Regions from separate parts of the Mus musculus genome. Here region 1 is linked to region 2. The links are chromatin contacts, called in public Hi-C maps. All regions are on one chromosome and are shown on one strand. The core of a region is the stretch at or near the end of the contact, and the rest is flanking DNA. Distances in the headings are between cores, read along the strand shown.

The links. Hi-C and Micro-C count contacts between places; a contact is called where the count stands out from the background.
Region 1: a Hi-C map of the HPC-7 cell line shows a contact between it and region 2, with 2.8 times the contacts expected there. The contact joins two enhancer-like sites. A contact is called at or near these places in 3 of 484 Hi-C or Micro-C datasets (the HPC-7 cell line, regulatory T cells and uterus) and 1 of 115 datasets of contacts at active chromatin or transcription factors (astrocytes).

The regions. Positions count from the first base shown.
Region 1 is chr13:29,822,917-29,829,886 of GRCm38.p6, forward strand. The region is part of intron 4 of Cdkal1 (CDK5 regulatory subunit associated protein 1-like 1); the gene reads right to left. It also overlaps the pseudogene Gm52084. Among named protein-coding and RNA genes, the nearest start is that of Cdkal1, 29 kb to the right of the region's middle. Within about 2 kb of position 3,820, at least 11 of the 459 cell types and tissues checked have an H3K27ac peak or open chromatin away from gene starts, as enhancers often do. A contact at or near this core is called in the HPC-7 cell line, where this site is marked.
Region 2 is chr13:29,454,554-29,461,558 of GRCm38.p6, forward strand. All of the region lies in intron 12 of Cdkal1 (CDK5 regulatory subunit associated protein 1-like 1), which reads right to left. Among named protein-coding and RNA genes, the nearest start is that of Cdkal1, 400 kb to the right of the region's middle. Within about 2 kb of position 4,003, at least 10 of the 459 cell types and tissues checked have an H3K27ac peak or open chromatin away from gene starts, as enhancers often do. A contact at or near this core is called in the HPC-7 cell line, where this site is marked.

The DNA of each region.
Region 1 (6,970 bases), core at 2,570-5,069, 370 kb after region 2:
ACTGGAAATATGTCTATGACAAAATATTTTCTAGAATATGGAAATGTTTCCCACCTTGTTTGGAGCAATACTAACATGGGCCCAGAAAATGGAACAACTTGTTAATTATACATTTAAAGTTTTAAGAGGTCCAATAGCAGCAGTCAGGAAGCTGAGGCAGGAGAGAGAACTATAACTACATAATATATTACAGGACAGTGTGGGATATACAGCAAGACTTTGTCTAAAATATCAATAAATATCAAAAATTTTGAGTGGGCTAATGAGCTAGATGGCTCAGGGTAAAATGCTTACTATAAAGCCTGATGACTGAAGTCCAATCTCTGGGACCCACATGGTAGGAGGAAAGAACTGACTCCTAACAGTTGTCCTCTGACCTCCACACACACCTGTCATCTATATGCATGCAAACACATTTGCTCACACATACAATATAAATAATGCAAAGAAAAATTTGAAATGTGTCCCTTTTGTGGGATATAATTTTACCTAAACTTTCAAACCCTGAACAGCAAAGGCAATGAGATACAGCTTCTCTACTAGAATCCTGCAGAGCAGAAACAGTAAACAGCAACCTGGGGAGCACGTAAGAACAAACGAGAAGTGCTGAGTCAAAGACTTAGGATTGGGGGTCCAAGAAGGGCAAATATTTGCATCGTCCATATTCTATCTACAGCTAACGAAGAAACGTCTCCCCTCCATCTCCGCAGCATCCCAGCATCCCAGCATCCCAGCGGTCAGCCAGGAGCAGCAGCTCCCTCTTCCCCTCATCTGCTCTAGTCTGCAGTGCTGCTTAGACCACGAGACTAATGCAGTCAACAGAAAGAAAGACTGAATAGCCAATCCAAACAGCAATGATTTTATTAAACAGCCCAGCAGCTGTGTGAGCAGAAGTTTGTAAATGCACCTGTTCTACAGGACTTTAGGTTTAATTCAGTTTGCTCAAATCAGAGTAGCAAGACCCTCTAACTATGGGCCAGACAAGGAAACAGATTTGCTAAACAGAACCCCATGCTAGGAGGGCGTTTGCTAGAAGAGAATTGCACCTACTCGTTCATTCACTCCTTCACACAACAGCACCTATCCCACTGCGGCTATTATGAGCAGAGCTGAGAACACAAAGCCCAAGTTCAGCCTGGTGGAGGTGACAGACAACTGAACAGATGGTTGTAACACACTACTACACACTGGCAGGTTCAATAGCACACAGAGGCCTGGGGTAGCGCTGTGCCACAGCGAGCAGGGAAGAGTCCCTTTGAAGGCTGGAGCTTGTCGACAAGACAGAGAGAATGAAAACTGTACTTCGTGCACAGCCACACTCGGACATGGCGGGGGGGGGGGGTGAGAGGTTGGCACATAGGAATGTTTTCTTTCTAAAGCTGGGTAGACTGTATATACTCTGCATCTTGTTTTTTAATGCTTTTCTCTAGAAAATACTTCATAATAAAACCTTAATGTGACAGTGTCTATAGACTTTGAAAGCTCTCTCCACCCCCACCCCACCCCCTCCCCCACACACACAGCTTCTTTCCCGTACAGACAGCTTAAGTCTAGTTAGTTCATCACAGCTGAAGAGTAATGCAGAGCAGAGACGCAGGAGGAGCATCTCAGAACACACACGTGGGGTCTGAACAGCTTGAAAAGATCCCACCACAGCACTCGAGAACACTCACTCATACTTCCAATCCCGGCACTCAGGAAGCTGAGGCAGGAGGACTGCTGCAAACAAAGGGCCAAACGAGGCTACACAGCATACAACAGGCCCGCTGAAGCTACACATCAGGACCTTGTCTCAATAACATCAACGAAGCAAACGGTTACAAAGTGGCTACGGAGAACTTATTCTGACTTCATTTTATACACAAAACAAGAAAAAATGTAATCTGCCTTATGTTCCATAGGAAACGTCTGCTAGAAACAGCTGCTTCAGGCCTGCTGGCCATTACTCTCTAAGGGAACTCACTGGACGTTTGCTCCTCAATGCTGGATGCTTGCTTACACAGCAAAAATCAAGCTCCTGCCTCCAGCATGGCTTGAGCCACAGTGGAAGCAGTCAGGTGAGCAGAGCCCAGGAATGGCTCTGAGTGCATAAGCTGCCAGGGCTGGGCACTCCCTAAAAACTCAAGGGTGGAAAGAAAGGCTATGGTAGAACTAAGACAATCCTGAAATAGTCTAAATACTTCAAGTTAATAAAATTACAACTGAGCCGGACAAGGTGGGACAGGCCTGCAAGTCCAGCACTCACGAAACTGAAGAAAGGTTTGGTGTTGGAGGACTCTGAGCTACACAATAAAACCCTGGCCAAAAACAAACAAACAAAAAAAAAAGCCACTCACCATAAAATCTCATAAACTCATGAAAATGTTCTGAGCTGATTTCAGCTGGGCTCATTACTATCTCAGGACCCTCGCAGCGACTGCGGCGGTGCCAGTCCTCCGTCTGCCTCCATAAGATACTGAATGTCATCACCTCTGACCTTTAGTCATTCTGCAACACACACCCTTACCCTGTACTGTGTAGTGTGTGATTTCAGAGCTAATATTAGTCATTAAAATCGGAACAGAAGAACCTGCATCTGCCAATGGCCAGCTACCAGAAGGAATTGGGACTACTTAGCAAACTGCCACCGATGACACTGACATCACTTAGGAATTCATCACACCCAATGAATTTGGATATTTTGGAAATACAAAAAACGAAAAACAAACCAAAGCATGATTTTAGGTGGTAGGATGCAGCTTAGGGATAAAGTACATGCCTCTCGCACCCAGTGACATGGGTTCAATCCCCACCACCTCAAGGACAAAGGACTGTGCTATACTTCATAATGCCTGACCACCAGTGAGCAACCACAGGCTGCTCGCCCAGCCCATAAACACAAACTCACAGCACACCACTAACACCACCAGATAAAAAAATGGGACAAAATGCCTGAGAAGGTTCTGGGCTCATTTCAAAGTGCAAAGTGTCACTATTCCATCAACAAAATTCTATTACCTTAACACAAAATGACTACCCAGACCAGAGCAGCAAAGCATCAGTGGGCGTCTCAGAGCCATGGCGGGACATGTTTGCACTGTAACACTGCACTATTCTCAGAGATAATGATATTAGAAATCAATGTTTGCTCTACTGCAGAAGCTCAATGTAAAATATGTCCCTTATACAGACATCTACAGCTCCCTCCCCCTCCCCCTCCCCCTCCTACTCCCCCACCTCCTCCTTCCCCCCCTTTTTTGTACTTTAGTTTAAAGGTAAGGGGCAAGATAGACTTGTGATGTTTTGATAGAGCTTGTTGCCATGGAAATGACTGGCTTGCTCCTCATGAAGCACCATGACCTCATTGCAAATGAAAAAGGGAAAGGATGATTTCTGAGGATTCAACTGAGAGAAAAAGTAATGGCTAGGAGAGAAAAAAAAATCCAAAACCCAAGAAGACAATCTGGAAAATATCACAATGTCAAGAGCTATGCTCAAGTGTACTTAGAGAACTTCTAAAAGCTTCAGCCTCCAGAGCAGTAATACTCTAATAAAAAGAAAGACAATATTAACTTCACGAGAAGATAAACCACACAGTCTAGGCCTTGTGCTTTCTGAATAAATACATCCTAGCCTCCATCCTGGCAGACTATGAGCCTCTGACTTTCTGTGGCTATGTTATAAAATTAAAACAGCCTCACACTTTTCCCCACTCCTAAAGCAAGCTTTCCCTTTTTTTTTTTTTTCTTTTTCTTTTTTGTGGTGCCCTGTTTATACAGCTTATCCCTTATCACACTGACGAGACTGGGAACCACAGCAGATGGTCCCCCAGACAGAATTCTAACAGGTTTTTTGTGCAAACAAAAGATAAAGAAGGCTACAGCAATGATTTACTGATATCTAAAGTTGAAAACTGACAAAATACAAACTGCTTTTGCCTTGCTGTTTGAACTGTTTATCCTTTAAGCTACTAACTAAGATAGATGTGGCCAAAATTAAATATAACTTCAAAAAAAAATACAATTTTACCAGGCACTGAGTTTTGCTTCTGTGGTAGCAAAGTGTTCAAAATGACACTTTTAAAAACCATTACCTTCCTTCCCCCCCGCCCCCGCCCTTTACCAGCTAAAAGAGAAATATTTGCAAATTTCTATCTTATAAAATCTGTTTAGTTGTTATATTATAAAATAAGCCACTCATCTGGATTTTTCTTAAATAAAATGTTCTTGAATTGAAATTCCCAAACTGCTTTTCCCAGAAGAGCTCACTACAGGATGAACTACTTGAGCCAAATCTGGAATCTTGGTTGAAAAGCTAGTGTCTATTCTACTCTAAAATAATCTACCAACTGAACACAACACAACACCAAGTGGCAAATGTCCCCAAAATTGCTTATCCTTCAAAACTAAAGCCTGTTTACAGATCATAAAACAGCAGCTCCCTCAAGACAATGTAACAGCAAAGAGTATTATGTATGGAACACCTGAAAACCCAGCAAGGACCCCAAATAATAACCTATAACAAAACTGACGAGCATCTGAAATAAACCACCCAGACATCAAGAAAAAATATACCAGACAGACCCACAGGGCTCTTTTAATGTAGGTCATGACTGTCAGACCATAGCAGAAACATGGCACCCCTTCATCAACATTAACCCTGATTCTATGTGATCATGCACATATTTTGCTCTGAGTAACCAGTCCTCTGATGTCAGTGCTTAAGGCTGCATGTGGTGAGAATCATCATCAGCTACAAGCCACTTTACACTAAAGATGTCTGCCCTGTCACGTCTCTATGAAGGAAGGCATAGGGATAGCTTCTATCAAAGTGGTTCAACTTCTGAGGACTCCATATTACCTCAACTAGAATTACTTCTTACTGTCTAGGGGCAAATATGATTGCCATTTTCCCTGGAAAGATTATCAAAGCACATTAGAATCAGATTGGTAATAACAGAGCCAATAAAAGCATCATGCCCACTTTTCGTTGGAAATTATTCACCAAGTCTCTGACTAGGAAAAAAGGTGGTGTTCAATGCTGATCCTCCAATTAATCTAAGCTAGTACGATGTTCTATAAAACCCTACATGTGGGCAAAACTCTCCATGCAGCTCAACAAGAACGAGTACTCATCAAAGATAATTTACCCACATATAGCTTACTAATTCAATAGTAAAAGCACAATATCACCAAGTCAGGGTTACAAATGTGAATTGGTTTCAGCCAGCTTGTCACACTGCCTTCTACAGCCACAAAGCAAATGTTTGATTGTGCTGGGCAGCTATTACACATACGAACTGAAAGCAGGAGCTAGTGGGAGACTATGCTCCAATCAGTGCAAATCCATTACTACTGCAAGAGCAGTGGGTCAGAGGTCACCTCTATGGGGCATACAGCATTCTGCAGAAACAATAGGTGTTCTCTGCACAGTGTTTTCAAATCCAATCTAAACCAGTATACCATGGGTAAGGCACATATTTTCCTGATGTTAGATACCCAATACTCATAAAAGAATAGGTATTTTCAGTATTATTTGATATTCTGTATCCTAAATGAAATAGTGAATTTATTTCTGAACACAAATCCTGTAAAATATAATCAAACCTAATTTTGTTTTCAGAGCAAAACTATGGCATTCATAACTCTAAGATAATGTCCAAGTCATCATATTGATGTAAATTAAAATATTTACATTTAAATATAGCATATTTTACATGCTATATTTATATGCTACATTACAACATAGCATATTTTCTTTGAATATATACTAGGTTCACTTCTATCCACTACCATTTTGTAGCATGAAAAACTTTCTAGCTGAAATATGTTTACTAATAATATAACATTAGATTTTTCTATTGAAATTAAAATTCAAAGATGTTATCACAAAATTCTCATTATGGCCATTGCATATATGTGTGTGTGTACATATATATATATATACGTAAACATATACACATATACATATCTACATATATATTTTTCTACATATATCCTTTTTTTAATTGGCTATTAACCTACCAAAATATATCACTTCTTGGCCTTGTGGCTAAAATCAAATGTAGTATCTGTTCTATATACATATATCTTCATTCATAAATATCAACCATAGAACTGAAAAGTATAATGATAACACTGAAATGCGTAATGGAAATTTCCAACATTTGAGCTAACACACTTAAAAGGAAAACAGGCCAACAGGAAATGTGCAACAATGTGTTATGCAATGTGGTCCTTAGGATCCCAAACTTACGGACTGTCATCATATTAGGAGGAGGCTCTGGCTACTAGCTAATTTAATACTTAAATGTTAATATAATTTCCCTATTACTACATCTGTCATGGGTGGTTTTTAACCAATAAAATCAAAAACAAAACGGTATGCACGGAAGGAAAGTCCTCTCAGCCCAGACTTACACCTGCTCCAGAGCTCACTGCATTGGCTTTGTCAACAAAGACTGTGATATGAGCAGAAATAAAAGTATGGAACTACCATAACACAACTGAAATGTGACTGTCCTACAGAGCATGTGTATACGTTTTTAAAATATTAACTTTACCTAAAATAAATAAATCTAAAAACAAGGAAATTACTTTTGTTACCAATGCAAAACATGTGACTCGCAACAGCAGGAGAATGAACCTCATTACAAATGCAGCAGTACAGGCCCATGTGTATGATAAATAAAGTATTAGAAAGCACTCAACATTTCTATGTAAACTGCGTCTGAAGGATTATTATGGAACGCACACACTGGCTGAACTTAGAGTGTTCAGGTTTTAAACATTAATTTACTTTGACTATGTGCATGTCAGAATGAAAGATTGCTGTCTGGATTCAGACATGCCATATTAATATTGAACACAGGCATTCACTTCAGGTCAGTAGTCACTCCGAGTCGGCTTCAGCAGGTGGTAAGAGTAATGCACTCATTAAAATGGATGTGGTACAAGGTTATCTCCCCCAAACAGCTCTCAAATAGAGGTAG
Region 2 (7,005 bases), core at 2,753-5,252:
GAAGCTCCACTGTCAGGAATACGTTCCTATTATTTCTAGTCTTTAAAACAATCCTTTATATACATTTTAAACGGTCTGTAGTTACAGTGTTTAAGCTCTGATGTCTACACTACATTAACAACTTGACAGGTAACATGGAACAACTAGTGTGCACCCTGTATACTACACTGCTGTTATCTTTGTCTTTATATACTTATAATTTTTTTAATGGTTAAAGAAGGCCAATTAGGTTTACTTAACTTTTCTCCACTTGCTTAATAACAATGCTTGGTGGCCATGAATTGTTTTAAAAAGAGTTATTTACAACTGAACCCAGAGGAAAGGAGTCCAGCTGGAGTTGTGCGTGTAAGATAGCAACACTGTGGAGACAGACACGCCAGTGCGGGTGAGGTTTGTCAGTACCCTGCTGTCCCGTGCGCTTTCTTTTATTGCTATTATACTTATGCTCCCATTTGTTGATGTCCTGTCCCTGCACTGAATGTTACGTTCAGCAAGGCTGAGGCTTGGAGTCAAGGCTGTAGACATGGGACCTGGATCTGCCCAAGCCCTGTTTACATCTGCAGCCTTGCACCAGCTTGCAGAGGCCAATCTGCACCGAGCCTAGGAGGTGTGGGGGTGGGGCAAAAAAGAGAATGAAGAAAACTAAATTTCTCTGACCCATGGATAAGCTGCTGTATAGTTCTAAAAACTGATGAAAACCATTGCACCTCCTCCGTGACCCCAAATAAGCCCCAGTGTCATCCCATTTGTGGAGAAGCCTGAAAACTGTTCTGAGCCAGTTATTGCTGCCTCTCTCGATAAGCCCAAGACTCATTTCTATTATGATCCCACGGCTGCGACCTGGAGGGTCAGACATGAGCAGGGCGGCTTGATAACTCCCTACTTTCTACATCTAATTTAGCACCTACTGTAAAAAATCCTTTGTATCAGCAAGGCAGCCACCACTGATCTCTCTCTCAGACCTATCACACCAATAATACAGCGTCTAAAATTCATTTCAGGGGTGGCTAGGCTTTTTGACCTATCTTCTCTTCAAGTACTATGTCAAAAAAATAGAGTTATTTTTGTTTTATATATTAAACACACATTTTCTTTTATCTCTGGCCTTTATGACAAAGGGGTCTTTACTCGATAACCAGAGGACAATTTAATAGACAGCGCAGTCTGCTCCATTGTCTTGTTTTTATGTCAATTCAGAAATCAGTCGATGCTTTTTCATGTTGTAGATCAGGGTTCCTACACAGAGGTCCAATAGATGTAAATTCTGAGGCTGACCTTTGCCAGGCAGAACTGCAGCTACCAGAAGAAAGGGCTCAGGCATGTGTGTGTGTAGTGAGGGTGAGGGAGAGGGAAGGAAGTTAGAAAAAGTACAAAAGAGAACAGACTGCTAAGCTTTCCCCTGTGCCATTCAAACCCACCAAGAACGAGTCCCATGCGGCTCATGAAAGCTCACTGCTAAGAGCACTAGCTGTTAGGTGCTGGCACTGAAGCCTACAGGGATGTGCCTAGGTCTCTGGTTCCCAAGGCTTAGGATTATAAGCCTTGGAATCTGGAAGCTCAGTTCTTAAGTCTGAGTTGCTCCTTACCCATCTGTGATTTCTATTTGGAGCAGAAGAATGCAGAGAGCCATTTGTAATGAAGCCATTAATAGTAGAGAGACGCTAGGTGTTCCACAGCCTATTCAACCTAGCATCTTCCCAGTTTGTTACATGCAGGCCCATTATCCCTTACTATACCAAAATGCCTGAAGATGGTGAATTTTAATCATAGTTTTTGGGTGATTGAGGGCATGAGACTGAGGGCTGCACCACACAGCGACAGGAAGACAGGTTGGAAGCGGCAAGGCGAGGACCTCCCACTAGGTCACACCTCTTCCTGTATTGCTGAGATTGAGCCCAGGGACTCACGCATGCTCAGAAAGCACTTTACTTTTGAGCCTAGTCTATTGGGCTATCTTTCAATGGTTCGACCACTTCCGCACCACTAAACTAAACGCCAAGTCCCCAGTACAGGGATTCTTATAGGGCATGTTCAAACTGCCACTACACCACAGCTGTGTCTAAGCCACACTTCAGGTTGAAGAGGCTGCTTTAGCACAGACTAGTTTGTATATACTATTTGCTTTCAGGGACTACTTACCTTAACACTCCCAAAACGTGTGTTCATTATTTTCTGATTGTGTGTGTCTGTGTGTCGCTGTTTAAAATCTCTTGATATTATCACTTAAGTGTTATATGACCTCTTTTCCAGCATTGGCTGTTCATCAGACATAAGAATTACATGCTACTCAGTGTAGCTATCATTTTGTTGATGATTTCTGTGGCTGTGCAGACCATATTGTTCAGTACTGCCCGCCCTATTTCTTTTCAGTTTTGAAGCCCAAGTTTCCATGCGAAATTAAAAAAAAAAAAGAAAAGAAATGCCAAGATTTTATGAGGACGCCTCTGGCCTCTGCTTCATCTGGATCTTGGAGCCTTACCACCACCTCACTCTTTGCAGGTACTTGGGGTTAGGCAAGCTATGGATTCAGTCAGATCCCTTTTCATGTGGGAACCTAGCTTTCTCACAGTTACTTATTATTCAGATTACCCTTTTCCCATTTTGTCCTCTGGTGCCAAGGTTGAAAAGGAGTTCACCATATGCTTGGAATTATCTTTCAACTCTCTTCTGTCTGATTCTTCTAGGAATCTGCTTTTAAGCCAACATGACAATGTTGCTATTAATAAAACTTCATAATACAATTTTAAAACAGACTATGTGGTGCCTCTCTCTTTCTCAGAATTGCTTTGGCTATTCAGGGTCTTCGTGATTCCACATAAATTATTTAATGAGTTTTTCCATTTTTGTAAAGAATACCATGAGGGGTTTAACAAGGGTTGTGCTGAATTTGTGTCTGATAGTTTTCAATCTTTGGAGAATATTGTCATTTTAATAATATTAATTATTTTGGCTCATGAACTTTGGATTCTTATATCTTCTTCAGTTTCTTCTATTGAAGTTTTAAGTAGGTTTGTTCTACCAACATCTTTCACTTCATTGTCTAACTTTATTCTTGACTATCTCTGATATTGTTATAAAAAGAGACTTTTCCTGATTTTTTTGTTTCCAGCTTGGTCAGTATTTTCATATGGCACTGCGGTGGGTTAGCAGCTTGAGTGTATTCACTTTGTGGATTTATAACTGCATTTCACACAGAGGGCACATCATCTTTAAACAAAAACTTTCTTTCTGTCTTATGTCTTTACTTTTCTTGTCTGATCATTCATTAGCATTTTCAGTGACATAGAAAATGACAGAAGTAGCCATCTTTGTCATGCAGCAGATATTGAGGGAAAGGCTTAGTTTTTTTTTCTGTTACAAGACTTGCCCTCCCCCCCCACCCTTTGGTGGGTTTTGTTGTTGTTTTTTTTTTTATAAGTAGCCTTCATTATATTGAGGATTCTATTTGAACTCATAAATTGCTGGTAGTTCGAAGTAGCTCTTGTTAATCAAGAAGAATCCATGAACTTGTCCGATGCCTTTTGTCATTGAGATGATCACAATTCTTCCTGTATTTTTTTCCACTGCTGCTTGCATCACAATCATTAAATTACAACTATTAATCCAGCTTTGCATGGCCGGGACCAGTTCCACCAGGTCACGATGTCCAATCTTTGTAATATGCTTTGACTTTGACTTGGCAATATTTAACTGAAGATTTTCAGAACAATGCTAACAGACCGTGGTTTTCTTTTCGTGATTTAGACGGCAATATAATGTTAGATTTGTGAAATACATTTTTTTTTTTTTTTGGATGGAGTTGGAGCTGGATATGGTGTCCTAGACCTGGGACATGCTGGGCAAGCACACTATAACCCCAGCCCTTCCCTTTTCATCTCGGGAAGAAGATTCTTTTAAAGCTCTCTGGTTGGTTTTATTTGATCTTTCTGCTCTTAAGGTCTGGCACACAGCTGTCTCCTTTAGCATACTGGAGGTCTGTTCACCTCTTATCTGTGCTAAGCCATATGCTTCCTTTCTCCTGTGTCCTCTTCCTTCACCCACTCTCTTATTTGATGATGCCCAGGCTGTCTTTAAAAGCTTTCTGATAAGTGCACAGAGTCATAGACTGGGAAGCATTTTTCTTAAGCATTGGTCATTGAATGTCTTTGGGTGCTGTCCAGAAGTCTGAGCCACTCTGATCCCTGAGCCTTTCAACATGAGCTGGTTCTTCTCCCTTACCATGGTTTAAGTCTGTAATAGATTCATGATTCAGGCCTGTGGTGGCCACTTTCAGTCATTGGAAGTACTTTTGAATTATTTCATTATTTTTATCTTCAGTCTGTTTAGAATGCCTGTTATTTGAATGTTGAATATTCTAACAATATTTTCTACCTAATTTCATTTTATTCTATTTTCTAGGTACATTTTCTCTACTTTGTCTCAACTCCATGGTATTTTCCTCTTTTGTTACCATGTTTGTATTTTCAAGAGTTCCCCATTATCTTCTAGAGTATTATTCAAATGGTGCCTGCATCTTGTGTCATGAGTTTAATATTGATGGTAGTTCCTAGCGTTGTTTCCTCCACTCAGAGTCCTGTTTGTTTTCTCTTCCTAACCACTCTGGGCTGTTGACACTAGTTTTTTGCTTCTTATCAGCTATTAACTTTTCTGAGATGTCTGACAGTCCACAAATGGTATTCATGCTCAAAAGTAAGGGACAGAAAACGGCGACTGGCACTTCCAAGACCACACTCGAGCTTGCTGTGAAGTTCTCTATGCAGGGATCTGCCTAGATGGCTTACCTCTAGAACGTCTATAGACAGTGTTTCTTAGTACTGGGCTGGCCAGCTTTCCCAAAGAGACACTTTTAAACTCTTCTCAGGAGGGCAAAGCCACGTTACTGACAGTGTTCTACTTGCTTAACAAAAATAGCAACTATGTTTAGATGCTGACTGGAATCTGCTTGCCCTCAACCATATCCAGTGTCCTTCCACCTATAGAATTTCTACTGTCACCTCATGGGAATACACAAGCCACCAGGTTTCGGCTGGGACAGGGGGAGGGATGGATGTTACCTAGAAGCCAGAGATGGAGGTAGGAGGAAAGAAGAATCTAACTCCTTTATAGTTTACAGTTTTTTTTTTATTACAGTGTTTTCTCTTACAGAAGTACCAGCTAATTCCCTAACCACGTGAATAATCTCCAGCATCTGTCTTCCAGCACTATTGACGAATTGGTTGCAAGACTCCCAAAGATACAAAGAAGTACAGATGCTCAAGTACATTATACAAAAGGTGGTGGCAATTGCATTGAGCCTATTTAGCCTACCCAGGTCCTTTGGTATACTTTAAAAGGAATCTTCTCTTGTTTACTTACAATACCCAATGCAATGTAAGTCCTTGGTAAGTAGTGGTCATATTGTGTTACTAAGGGAATGATGACAAGGGATAATGTTGGTTTGGAACATAGGCATTTTTCCCTAAACGGCCTTATCCATGGATGGCTGAACCTGTGGATGTGAAGCCCATGGTGAAGGGGTGCTGTTTATGAACTGGTACCTTAATCTCTCTTGGCCAGTCCACTCTGTGGTCAAGTGCTCATCCGCTTCCCAGCTATCACAGTACCCTTGACTCTAACTTATCTTCATGAGTTAATAATATATGCAATAAGCCTTACATGGCAGTTATGATAGATTTTATAAAAGAATAGAATCAGCTCTCTCTTTTTATTCACTGAAGAATCCTTAGGAGATGTTTTAAAGTCCTATAGTTCATATATGCACAGCAACCTCATGCATTTCTTTAAAAATATCCAGTATAAAACAAAATGAGAATCCAGCACTCCATGTCACAACCAGGAAAAACCCCAACAGCAGCCTGAGGAGACTTAGGATTGGGCTGAAAACCCTATTTTTTGTACACTTTCTTTTGCAGCCTACAGAAGAACCAAGCTCATGACCTACAGGGAACACTTTATACCAGTAAAAGGGCACCCTGACAGTGGCATGATATATTTCCATTCCTGGTTCCAGAACTAGCTGGATCTTACATGGGAACGTTCCTCCCATCTCTTTATATTAGTTTTCCCTAAAATAACAAGTTCAAAGCACCACAAAGTCACTTGAGAGGATACTTTTTGATTGCACAGATACCAGAGGTTGAGAGGAAGGGCAGAAAAGAAATTTAAGATGGAAGGGAAGTATTTCTGACTCGAGCAGCATGCAGCTGACACCAATTTCCACGCAGCAGAGTTAGTTGCAAGTCTCACTGAACATCAGGAGAAATGCTTCAGACATGACCTGTAAATTCTCCTCCAAGTGGAGATTTTTATCATCCATAAATCTACCCAGCTTCACTCAACCCACATACGTTTTTGATCTGCACAGTTTTGAGGAGGACGGTTCTCATGCATTATCCACTGCCAAGTAAACGAACAGGCACTTCAGTGAGGTAAACTCTGCCTTTTCTAACTTTAGCTTCCTTCTCTGTGCCTAAGTCTAAATTTGAGCTATTTTATTTTATTTTTAAAGATAGGCTCAGGCTTGAGAACTGTTAAAAATAATTCAGAAGTTTGGAATAGATTAAAAACTAAAGTGAAAAATGTCTTAAATTGCATGACTGTAGCCACTTAAGTAGCCAGAAAGCGGGAATGGGACATAAGTCATTGAGATATTTTGGTTTTTGCAGCCTCACCACTCTGTCTTCTGTGACATACTCAGGATTGACAGCTCTTATCCAAACACGGTAAAGGTGAGGCAGAGAATCCAGACAGTACTGCTAAGCAGGTGACCAACTTAAAGTCACTAACAGAGGGCAGGAGGACATGACAACCTCTGGATGTACTGCTCTGAGGGTGGCCCTTCACCATTACTCAGACAGGCTCATGCATATAAACACATCAGCATAAAGCATAGAAGCATAGAGGCTATAACCTTAGCCTAACGGTGAAGGGAACTCAGGCTCACACTGAGAAAGGAAAAGCTTAGGAAGGGCCCGGGTTGAGAGAGATGACAGGTTGTTACCATGT